Linked DNA regions of Mus musculus: region 1 is linked to region 2. Evidence: chromatin contacts called from public Hi-C data. All regions are on one chromosome and are shown on one strand. Each heading gives the region's core, a stretch centred on a gene start, on an enhancer-like site or on the middle of the called end of the contact. The rest is flanking DNA. Distances are from core to core; before and after follow the strand shown. Region 1 holds the start of Prom1 (prominin 1). Region 2 overlaps Prom1 (prominin 1).

Evidence for each region. A called contact is a pair of places that touch in the nucleus more often than the background predicts.
Region 1: a Hi-C map of rod photoreceptor shows a contact between it and region 2, with 4 times the contacts expected there. The contact joins the promoter of Prom1 here to the enhancer-like site in region 2. A contact is called at or near these places in 8 of 39 promoter capture datasets (embryonic stem cells, liver, macrophages and 2 more), 35 of 484 Hi-C or Micro-C datasets (ECoMG myeloid progenitors, the HL-1 cell line, cerebellar granule neurons and 17 more), 6 of 115 datasets of contacts at active chromatin or transcription factors (double positive thymocytes, embryonic stem cells, liver and 2 more) and 3 of 9 other capture datasets (adipose tissue, liver and pancreatic islet).

Annotation. Positions count from the first base shown.
Region 1 is chr5:44,098,143-44,103,918 of GRCm38.p6, reverse strand. Prom1 (prominin 1) reads left to right here and starts at 2,183. Exons shown (of 28, transcript NM_001163577.1): 1 at 2,183-2,271.
Region 2 is chr5:44,056,633-44,062,922 of GRCm38.p6, reverse strand. It overlaps Prom1 (prominin 1), which reads left to right. Exons shown (of 28, transcript NM_001163577.1): 4 at 4,271-4,297. Among named protein-coding and RNA genes, the nearest start is that of Prom1, 42 kb to the left of the region's middle. Within about 2 kb of position 1,297, at least 3 of the 459 cell types and tissues checked have an H3K27ac peak or open chromatin away from gene starts, as enhancers often do. A contact at or near this core is called in rod photoreceptor, where this site is marked.

The DNA of each region.
Region 1 (5,776 bases), core at 934-3,433, 40 kb before region 2:
ACTTGCAAGACTCACAAGGCCTCAGGGTAGCATTACACAATTGCTCCGGAATTCTGTGGAGCTGCTTGCAAGCTGTTCATCGGGCTCCAGTAGTTGTTATTATTTGTTGTTGTTATTTTTTGTCTTTTCCAGACAACAGGGTTTCTCTGTGTAGTCCCGGCTGTCCTGAAACGCACTCAATAGACCAGGCTGCCCTCAAACTCAAGAGATCTGCCTGCCTCTGCTTCCCATGTGCTGGGACCACCACCCAGGTACAATGTAGCTCTTTCATGGACTGTTATCCTTACAGGGATGGGCTTTTCCATTGATGTAGTCACCTTTGTGTCACCCGAGCTCATGGAATCAGCCTCCTACTCACATTCCTATAAGTAATCCCCTGAAACTATTTTGTTCATCAAGCTAGATTTAGAAAGCTGCATATTTAGTTTAATGTCAGCGAACATTAGACATTTGCTCACATCTCCACAGGGGGGAAAAATCACACAGCAATGGACATCCATTTCAATTCAATGTGGCACTGGTCAGAGACCTATTTCACCTATTCTCTGGGTTCTGGAGGCCAGAGCTGGGTTCAACTTTGGGGCTTCAGTAACTATGTGACCTCTGGCAAGCCTGCACCACACAGTTAATCATTGATAAGATATTAGAAAGCTCTTGTTGGTAAGTTCATATAAAAAATCCGCTTAGAACACATGGCGTAGAGCCTTATCACACCGCTGCCCGAACTTTGTGGATGTACAAGGAACGAGAAGGAGTACGGGTAGCCAGCCCTGTGCTGGTTTGCAGACACAGAAGCTGGATTCAGAGTGATAAGGCCATGAGTGCCCATGCTGGTAAAATAGGCAGCTCGGGGACAGCTAGGAGCTCCCAGGAGAGAGAACTCAAGTCTCAAGCTAACACCATCCTCAGTAGCCTGTCTGCCTCTGAGCAGGAAAGCTGTGGAGCCCAGGAGACTGTAAAGGGGAGAACTGGCCATCTTAGACTTCTCTAGTACTCCAACACTGCTTGCTTCAGTTTTCCGTGGTTTCTCAGTGGTCTTTCTGAATGAACTCTTTCTACACCTTCGCCGTGTAGAGGTCAATTTCAATTTCACCTTCCCCTGCCCATCCTCAGTGTATGCTATATTTTGTGGTGAGAAAATTACTAAATTAAAGTTCATTTGTCAGGGCTGGGGAGATTGGTGAGTGGTATAAAGCATCGGTTGTTTTGGCAGAGGCACTCCCTCTTTGCAGAGTTTAATTCCCTGCACCCAGCCCGTATGGCAGCTCACAACCCTTTGTAACTCCAGTGACAGGGAAGCCAACACCTTCTTTTGACCAACTCCACGGTAAAGTGCTACACATACATTCATGCAGGCAAAACATTCATACACGTAAACTATTTTTAAAAGGCCATGTGTCCACATACCTATTCTTCCAACATCTGTGCAGCCATTCTTTCATCTCTCCGTCCATCTACCTAACAACCCGCACACAATTAATACGCATCCTTTGATGGTAAAAATGTCCCAGAGGCGCTATTCTTCCTTGGTCTATTCTCTACCCACTTTTGGTTGAATCCAGGAATGTAATTGATCAAAAGGACCAGCGTTGTGTTTGTCCCTGATAGCACAGGGATACACTACAGCCAATTTTTCTCCCCCTTAGATGATTTTTGTTTGTTTGTTTGTTTTTTAGTTGTTTTAAATAAAATGCACTGAGTACCGGTATCGTGTCTAAAGAGCCAGGAAAGTGTGGAGGTTAGAGATTTTAGGAGCTAGCGGCCTTCCAAGCAGCGATTTAGGATTAGGTGATAGAGAAGGGTGTTCTGGGACTGAGCAGGGATTTCAGCAGGAAATAAATGCTCTGTCCCGTGGGTGTCCCCAGGGCATTGTAGCCTCTCAGAAGGTCCAATCAGTGCGCTCAGACTCAGAGCCCTAGGCTCCTGCTCTTTAAATTACCGAGCCTTGTGGAGACCCCGGCACCTGGCCTTAAGCTCAGCCCTGAGTAAGTACGTTTCTGAAGGAGTCGGTGTTCCTTTAGTTCCATCCCCAAACCTCTGCCAGAGACCCTAGAGGACGCAACAGGTTCCCAGAGTCCTGGAGTCCCGTGGTCCTGACTCAGGCACCCTTAGCCAACCCGGGGCGGAGCAGTGGGACGGGCTCTCACCCAATCACTCTTGTGGTGCCCTGGGGCTGGACCTTAAATAATTCATGAATTAAGTGGAAGGAGCCCAGCTTAGAGGCGAGGGGCTGGAGGGTTCCGAGACCCGGAGGAGAGCTGGACCGGAGAGGTGAGTTGCTCCGAGTGCCGACCCAGCGCGGGGCGCTGAGCTCCCCCTCTTCTAGAACACCCAGGGCAGGGATGAGGAGTGGAGAAGCTCGAGCAACGTCTTCCTCTGCCTCCACAGCAGGTGGCGGGAACCTAGTTTGTCTTCCCGAAGCTGGAGGGGCTGCAGGGTGGTGTGGGTCTCGGCCAGTGGGCGAGCCCAGGGTCTGGAGGACTGGTTATAGAGCGTGCAAACTTTTTCCCGCGGCGGTGGCCGGCTCCTCTCCGCGGCACATTGCTCCGCTCCGGTACTCCTTCCATCCTGTGGAGGGGTGGAGGTCGCTGGGTTCCGGAGACAAGAGCAGGAGGCGGTGAGACTTTCAGGCCACCGGCCCGCTTTCGGGAAGGGCGGCGAGAGGAGGTTCGGTCTGGGTCTTGAGAACTCTTTTGCGGTAAGGAAAACTCCAGGAAAGGCCAAGGTGGGGGGTAGGCTGGGGGAGGGGGACAGGACGTGGGACTCCCGGCCACCAGCCACCATCTGCTACCTATGTGCAGCTCACAGTGCTACTGGCCGCAGCGGGAGGGCGATGCCGGTGCAAGGGCAAACCGCCTCCCTGCGGCCGTTGCCAAGCGCACGCACCCGGGCTGGAAGTCCTGGCTCCAGTCAGCCCTTAGGGTCACACAGCACCGAGAATTTCAGCTTTCCTAGAGATGGAGAGCAGGAGCGCTCAGGGCATACCTTGACAGAATGCGGGGACCAGGGACAACAAAGAGGAATGTGGACTGAGCAGAGCTTCGTGGCTGCTGGAGGATCGGGGCTCGAGCTAAGTTCCCGAGAATGGGTCGGAGAGGTTCCAATCCTCAACCCGGCGTTCAAACAGGACTGGGTGGGGAAATGCCTTGGTGGCGCTCCGGACTACAGGACTCAGGGGCGATCCCCTCCCCCAGGCGACGGCGGATTCCTGGAGGCTCCCAGCTTCGCGCGCCGCCTCGCAGTCGGTTCTTTTGTGTTCCGCAGCCCGGGAAAGGCCCCTGAGAAGGGGGGAAGGTGGGCAGGAGGGCGCCGGGTCTGGCGGCAGCTTGTAGGGAAAGGCAGCGGAGCAAAGGTACCGGCGCTTCCTGCAGCTACTGCTTCCTCCGGGAGCTCGCTCTGTTGCTCTCTTGTTCAGTTGTGGACTTTTCTCATGCCCAGGCGGAGAATGGTTTGCTCGGCTTCTTGTGGGCGGTTGCTGGCCTTTGTTAAGCAAGCGAACGGTTAAAGTCCTTTGTGGACCCCTCCACCCTAACTCACTAGAGACCCAAACAACTTGAACAATGAATTTGCTTTGAGCCATGTGAGAACTTTTTTGATTGACCAATTGAATATTGGCAAATTCATACAGTCCGGCTTGGCGGACTACTTATTTTTCTTATTCATTTGTGAATTTACCTCTTTGAAGCACTACGGAGCTGGCGTCTGTCTGCATGGAGCCTAAGAGGTTCACGGTGGCTCGTCTGGAGCATCAGAACTTTATGAACAGCACACACTGTGCTGAGTTCTTTACCTGTTAGCATGTTAACCCGTCAACCCCATGCAAAAGCCCACTTCACAGAGTGAAGCAACTGTCACTGTCACAGGATTAGTGAGTGGGTCCAGAGACCTGGTCCCGTTTGAAACAGTATTTTTGCTATTTAGCAAGGTATTTTACTTTTTTTTCTTTTTAAGTGTTCCATAAAGTTTTTTATGCACTTCCTTATGGTTTTTATGGTGAAGTGTTTGTTTCTCTGTGTTCTAGTTCAGTGAAGTAAACAGATCAAAGGACGGATTGACAACACTTGGAGCTGGAGAAAAGGCTCAGCTGTTGGGAGCACTAGACTAGAGGTCCTGGGTTCAACTCCCAGCATCCACATGTCAGCTCACAACTGTGTGTACCTCCGGTTTCAGGGAATCCATGGCAACGGGTGCATGGTGCACATGTAGACCCAGGAAGGCAGAATACCCATACACATAAACTAGAATAAAATAAATCTTTTAACACAAGAAAATCACAACGCTTTAAGTATGGTTGATTTTGTTTACGATTTGAGAGAAACAGGTTTTGTCAGTTGTCAAAAACCTGGTTTTTAAGGACCAGGAAGCTTCATTACAAATGATTAGAACACTAACCCCGCATGAGTGTAACCAATGGATGTTCTTGGGGGACAGTGACTAAGGGGAAGTGGCAGAGAAGTTGGATAGCCAGTCTTAATAACACAAGACAGGTTGTCAGGCCCCCCTGACTGATGAATAACTTTGGTGGATATGGCTGCTGTCTTGCCACTGTCTTTCTAAAATGAGTTAGAACACTCAGCTTCAGACCAGCTCACCCCGAGGACCTCTTTGGGCACTCTAGCTGGCCTCACAATGAGAGGTAGGGCTGCTCCCCACAGGGCTCACAAAGGTGGGCTCTGAAGTCAAGTACACCCTCATCCCCAAAGCAGCACCCCAGAAGACAGAAACCTACATCCACCACGGGGACCCGTGTAAGATAAAGAGCGAGCACTTCCCATCTAAAGAAGAAAATGAAGAAGATGAAGCTAATGGGCCACCCTGCTCTCTTTTAAAACCAGTGTTTGCAGAAATGTAGCTCCCTGGACTTCAGTCTCAGAATCATGTGAGATATTAGTTTAAAACTAACTTTAGTGGGCTTCTTTTCCTGTTGGAATAGAGTGTATTTAGAGTGGAAACCCATAATATGCCCAGTTAACCAGGAAAATGGCCAGGTGGACTTTGCTACTATGACCCACTTAAGGAGATAGACCTGGAGGAAGCAGATTCCAACGCTTGCAGTGGTGAGGGTCTCAAGAGACTGCTCCCACCCTGAATGTTGGGTCACTCATCCTGCCTTGGGTGACACAGAAGAGATGGCCTTCTACCTGATTTGAGGACGCAGCCGCAGCAATCCTGGGGGTAGGCTAGGATCTGTCCTTCTCAGGAGTGCAAGCCTGCCAGCAAGAAGATGCTTGGCTCAGCTTTAGAGGTAAAGGTGATGACTTTGTGCCAGCCTCATCCCCATTTTACTTCGGCAGTCCTGTATTGGGTATCTCCTATGTACCAGACCCTGGGGACACCTGGAGGAGTCAGTCCCTACCTAGCACTTCACACTGCATCTGGGACAGGTCAGGTCAAAGCAACTGGAACAGGTTGTTGGTACCTTGGTCTGTGGTCCTGAAGCTGTATCCAGGAAACCTGCCTTGTCCTTGGAAAGCGACAGGAATGGGCTAAGAATAGTGTTGGTTCAGTCTTTGGCTACCTTCAAGGATGCTGGTTAAAACTGAAATTAGGGCAGACCAGGTGGCTCAATGGGGAAAAACCAAATAACCGTCAAAGCTACAAGTTCAATCCCAGAACCCACATTAGGAGAGCGCAAACCCCCGAAACTTCTGAAAATTGTCCTCTGACTTAGATCCCACGGTGTATATCACCCCGCCCTACAATAAGTAAAAATTAAAGTGCAGTTTAATAAACCCCATCCCAGTACTTAGGTTGGTTATCGGTATTTTAAGTCAAG
Region 2 (6,290 bases), core at 48-2,547:
GGCTTGACTGAGGATTTTTAGGGAATGCTGTCGTGTTTTATAAACCTCATTTTAGTGGCAGCAGAAATTTCAAAATTGGTTGTTGAGGAGACCCAAGTTATGTGTCATTCTAAAATTTCCTGAAAAGAAATACTAGATTTTGTTTGTTTGTTTGTTTGTTTGTTAGTTTGTTTTAGCTAAGGGAGGGAAACTCTCTAGACAGAAATGCTTGAGAATCCTTAGAAGCCAAAACCAGCCACAGAGAGGTTGTTTTCGAAAATAGTTTGCTACACAACAACTTCCCATCTTCGCTCACTGCTGGATTCGTAGTGCACCTGCTTAGGAGTGCACACTTGGTTGGAATTAAAGGAATGACAGAGATAAGCAAGGTTGTTCATGGCAAGCAGGGGCAGGACCTTGTGGCTCCAGGGCAAAGGGTGATAAGAAAATCCATAGGCATGAAGCAGCACACTGAGGAACAGAGGAGGTCACTTTGAGCAGAAGCGCTTATCACTAGTACTGATTCTGGCAGAAGTGGAGAGGACCAGGGGTGGGTGGGTACGGGATGCTCTGGGCGTGCTGGGGACCAGGCGAGTAGAGGTCAGGTGTGGAAAAGTTGAACAGTTGGTCCAGGCTGGATAACAGGAGGTGAGTGGAGGAGAGTGGTCAGGGTTTTCAGAGAGCTTTAAAGGAGCTTGCTGATCTCTGCCCAGCCCACCTGGCACGGCTGATGTGCTCCTTTTAGTTCCGTTGACATTGGTTAGTTGTGAGTGGAAGACCCTGACAACACATAGATCTTTGCGTGTTGAATGTAGGGTGTTAAAAACCAGAGAAACGTGCCTGTCATATCCTCAGCTCCCAGTGAAGTAAGTAAGACATAGCGCTCTTTCCTATTCTGCACTGAGGATGGTGTCCAGGGGAACAAAGAGATGGCCAGCACAGGTCTGAATGTGAATGCCCACTGCCCCAGTGTCTAATGAGTCCAGACCTTGGAATTAGAAACATCATCAGCTCCGTTAGCACCTTAGTTTGTAATAGGTGACACAGGAGAAGGATGACTGTAAAAGCCAAAGAGGGAAGCCATTTCATCTGGCAGCCGGGCCAACAGTAGGACTGTTGGAGAGGGAGCCAGCCACATTACCTCCTGCTCTCTACCCTCCTAAGACTCTAAAGAGTACTCATCCGCCTTCAGTGCTCTCGTTTCTTTATATCACCAAAGCATCGTCCAGATTGGCTCACATCTCTGGGCGAAATACAATACCTGTTGCTTTCCATGTGTCTGAAGAGCATTAGCACGCCTGACTAATCCGATAGCCCAGATAGCAAGGGTTCTTCAGGGTGTGGGTAGAAACAGGAACATCACCTCACTTGGACCCCTGTCTGGAGACTCCAAGGTGGTGGGGGAGCCCTGGAAGTGGTCCCAACGACCTGTTTGACACCTCTTCAGAGGGAGAAGGCACACCCCTCGTCTGAATTCACATCCCATTTTTCATGAGGAAAGCAGCACACCCCAGGGATCTTCGAGGGTACTTAGAAGACAGTACACTGCAGGAATTATTGGGTTTTACTGTCTGCAATAGGCTTGGGCCTGTAACCTTCACGAGCATCAGCTCATCCCAAACATGATGAAGCACTGATAGCAAAGTGACCGTTATGTCACTGGCTGCCATTTCCTTTCTAGTTTTTGTAAAGCCTCATCAGGGATATTTTCTGCTTCTCCAAGACTCAGCGTGGCATTGGTAGCAATACTATAAATGTTCCCTAAAGACTTTGGTACTGTTCTTCAGGGCTGGCTACTGGTATTTTTAGAAGATCCCTAAATGGTTATAATAGGCAACTGAATAGAGAATCATAGGACACCAAGGTATAGAATCACGATTGTAACTGCTGTGTAACACAGACATAAATTTATCCCATGTGACAACTCATTTAGAAAGAGAGCAGTGAAAATTCTCTCACCCAAGTCCACGGAGGTGTTTATGGTACCATGTCAAATTCACCAGGCAAGGCTGATTGTTGGGTTGGAGAAATTACAAAGGAATTAGATGTTTCTTATGGCTTATCAGTAGAGTGACCGTCTTAGTTAGGGTTTTACTGCTGTGAACAGACACCACAACGAAGGCAAGTCTTATAAATGACAACATTTAATTGGGGCTAGCTTACTGGTTAAGAAGTTCAGTCCATTATCCTCAAGGCAGGACTATGACAGCATCCAGGCAGGCAGGGTGCAGGAGGAGCTGAGAGTTCTACATCTTTATATGAAGGCTGCTGAAAGAATACTGGCTTCCAGACAGCTAGGATGCGAGAGTCTTAAAACCCATGCCCACGATGATACACCTACTCCAACAAGGCCACACCTCCACATAATACTACTCCCTGAGTCAAGCATGTACAAACCATCACAGTGACCTTTCTAATCCAGTATGACCAGCCACAATACCAACTGAGGACAGATTTCCCCAAATTACTCAGTTGTAATCTTCACATGAGAGCTCTCTTAAAATACAGATACCTGGCCTTCTTCAGACCTGGACTCATGTACTGTAAGGGAACAGGAGCCAGAAATTAGTTACACTGGGAGGTCCTCAGGGTTGGTAGATGTGGGAGTCAAGGTTGTGAGTGGTATCAAGCTTGTGGGCTCACCCAGTAAGACAGAATAAGGATTGTCAAGGTGACCCTTGTGGACATGTATATCGGAAATGTCCCCAACTCTCAACATTTTCAGTGTTTTGGTTAAAAATTATTAGAATCACAAGCATTGTTCTTTCAGGGGTTTGAGGATCTGTCCCAGGTAAGAAACAGTTTGCACACTTTCAAATGTCCAAACCAGACAACTTCAAGACGGCGACATGGAGAATGACACAGGCACCTCAGTTTATTTTGCTCCAGAGGGCATTTAGAAACAACTATAGCATGAGTGGAGAAATGGCTCAGTGGGTAAGAGCACTGACTGCTCTTCCAAAGGTCCTGAGTTCAAACCCCAGCAACCACATGGTGGCTTACAACTACCCATAATGAGATCTGATGCCCTCTTCTGGTGCGTTGAAGTCAACTACAGTGTACTTATATATAATAATAAGCAAGCAAGGACTGAGCGAGGGGGCTGACCAGAGTGAGCAGGGTTGACCGGAGTGAGCAGAGGTCCTAAAATTCAATTCCCAACAACCACATGAAGGCTTACAACCATCTGTACAACTACAGTGTACTCACATACATAAAAGGAAGGAAGGAAGGAAGGAAGGAAGGAAGGAAGGAAGGAAGGAAGGAAGGAAGGAAAGAATGAAGGAAGAAAGAGAGAAGAAAAGAAAAATGCACTAAGAGCTGCTTTATTTTCCTTTCCTCCTTATGGTTTGGTTCATTTTCCTGACTGACTGACTGACTGACTGACTGGTCTCCATCTCTGGACCATGCTGAGGAATCTCTGGTCTTAGGTTGTGGCTTTTATGCCATTAGCACATCAGTTGACTTAGTTTTGTTTGGGTAAGTATTGCATGTGGGGCTTGCTGTCTTGGAGTTGGTATAACAGGAGATGGCAATATGGTAGCCAGGTCTTCTAAGTGAGAACGATACCTCTAACGGCAAGTTCAGGGACACTGGGTCATATGAAAGAAGACATACAATGCCTAGACTTTCTGGAGGAGGCAGCATCTCTTCTAAGACTTGAGTTTCCTCCAATGAGTGATGAATGAGCATGGATGAGTGATGGATGATAGGGAGGCAACCTGGGAAGTCAGGGTGAGGAGGGAAAAGAGAAAATGATTTGCCAGAACGACAACAACCAACTTAGAATGGCCAAGAAAAATGAGGAGGTGAAGCCCAGATTGGCTAGTGAAGCTCCATGCTGGGAAGCTTGCATTAGAAATGGTGGAACTTCATTGGAAGCTGTTAAACAAGGGAAGGACATTTCCAGATTTCATCCTAGAGGGCGCACTTTAGAAGAGTTGTCTTTGATTCTTGGACTAGAGGCAGCCCTTGTTACTGCTTCATGAAGATCATATAGCAAGCATGTTAACATCTGTAACTGCCCTGTGATTGCTTTTTCCCTAACTGATGATCATGCTGACTTTGAACCTTTCAAAAACCCAAACTTGAATTGCGGAACTTGACTCTGAAATACTGGTTCTCCATATGCACTCAAGAATCTCTATCCTGTTCTCATGTGGATCCCCACCATGTTATTTTACCATGTGGACTTCGGTTATGGTGAATGACTCATGTGACTTTTCTGTTTTATTTCGATGCATGCTGCCTCTGCTACACACAAACTCCTCAACTGCTTTGATTTCTACAGCCAGAAATCATAGTCTTGGCTCTGAAGGTAAACTGTGCGCTTGCTCTCTGTTCTGTGTCATTGTTCGTCTTAGGTCAATGGCTAGTGCTGTCTCTGTTGGTACTTTCTGTTCTTCCCCGGTGATTCCACTGTGATGGTGTTTCAGTTTGTTTTGTCTGTATCATCTCTGTGGTGTGTGAGGCCCTAAGATCAGTTCTGCTCTAGGGCAGGGTAGGAGAAAGAGGAAGGAAATCATACAACCTCATTCATGACCCTGACTGATACCTAATTGATAAAATTGGGAAGGTTGTATAGAACTTATAAACTCTTGTTGTTGTTGAAGCTAAAACTGATGCACTATAAACATTTTAATACATCTTCTTTTCTGGATTTGAGTTTATTGCTTCCTGTGGTTCTGAAAATATTTAAAACTCCTTTAAATTATTAAATAATTTTGTTTGCTGAGAAATGGGAGCAAATCTGTAAGTATGTGAGAATTTAGAGTGTATGGGTTGGTTTCTTAGTTGGCCAATGATATTACTTCTCAAGGAAGTGCTAAAGAGTCAGTAAATAGCAGGTGTTCATGGATAGGAGAAAGAGGCTACACACACACACACACACACACACACACACACACACACTGATGAACTTAGCCTTTTTTTTAGCATTTTAACTTTAATATTGAAATGAAGAGTATCCAAGTGTCAGCTGCACCCTGATTCATACATGAGCAATTGTCTATAGCTAATTGCTATCAATTGATCATTGACTCTAAGCAGTTGCTTTTGCTTTGAACAGTTCATCCCTGATGCCATGACAGCTCATCCCTGATGCCTATGAAGCTCATCATATTAATGGCTATTTTCCTAGTGGGAACTAGGCTCTCCTAGAAGGATGTAGCTGATTTCAGTTTTAGTGTTCTCTGCCAAGGCATCATCACCTCTAGCAGGGTTGTCCACCCAGTAGGGCTGCTGTCTGTACATCAGGCCATTTAAACCAAGAGACAGGTACCTTGCAAGGCAGGCAGCTGAGGAGAGCCAGCTAGCTGGGAGGATGGCAGGATTGCCACCAAGTTCATTCTGGTGGACATTCAGGAGTGATGACAGAGATAATAGGGTAGGGGATCACACACTGGTGGGTGGCTGCTAATGATGACAGGTGGCCAGAGGGCACACACACAATCACATCCCTGTGTCAGGAGATGCTTTTTAGCTCTGCAGATTTCAGGGACAGAATTCACTCTTTTCTTCAGCTGATTTTGTCACTGCCATATTCCACTGTAGACAGGCTCCAGGGAGTGGAGGCCTTGAGTACTTTTTTTGATTGCCTCACTCATAGTAATGAGAAAAAAAAAACCAGACATCATTCAACTATGAAAAGATAAAGTGAGTTGGCTAAACAGGAAATTGGATGTGAGGTCAGGTCTCAGTGCACACCTAAAGGAGCAAGGCTCATATCTTGTCCGACCCTTCATTTTAGCACCTACCTCCTACACTGCTATCTTGTTTGTTCACGAATCATCAAATGCCATCCTGTGAGTTTTCTGCCATTCTAGTTGGTAGAGTACTTGCTTAGCTTTCACGAATTTCTGAGTTCCATCCTCAGTACCACATAAGCTAGGCATGGAGACACACATCCCGTGATTGAAGCATCCAAGAGGTGGAGGCAAGGGGATCATTTTTTACTACTGAGACCAGCCTGGGATTCAGGGAAGTTTGTCTCAAAAACAAAAGAAAGCATCAGGGAGTGAGCATCCAAACAAGAGAAATGCAAGTCACTCTGTGCACAGACTGGAATGAAAGGTTATTTCATCCTCCAGGGCATTGATTGATCCAGGACCAAGCTAGCAGGGAGAGTGAAAAGAGTTAAGGTCTATCTAATGATTGTATGTGGGAGTTGGGCTGGATCCTGGGAGCTCAGGACCAGTGTGGACACCGGCTGCCAATGCCAAGCCCCCGTAGTCACCAGGTCTGCCTCTTGGACGGCAGAGAAAGCTTCACTTGCCTGGTGATTGCCTAGGTGCTCCCTCTTTAAGCATTCG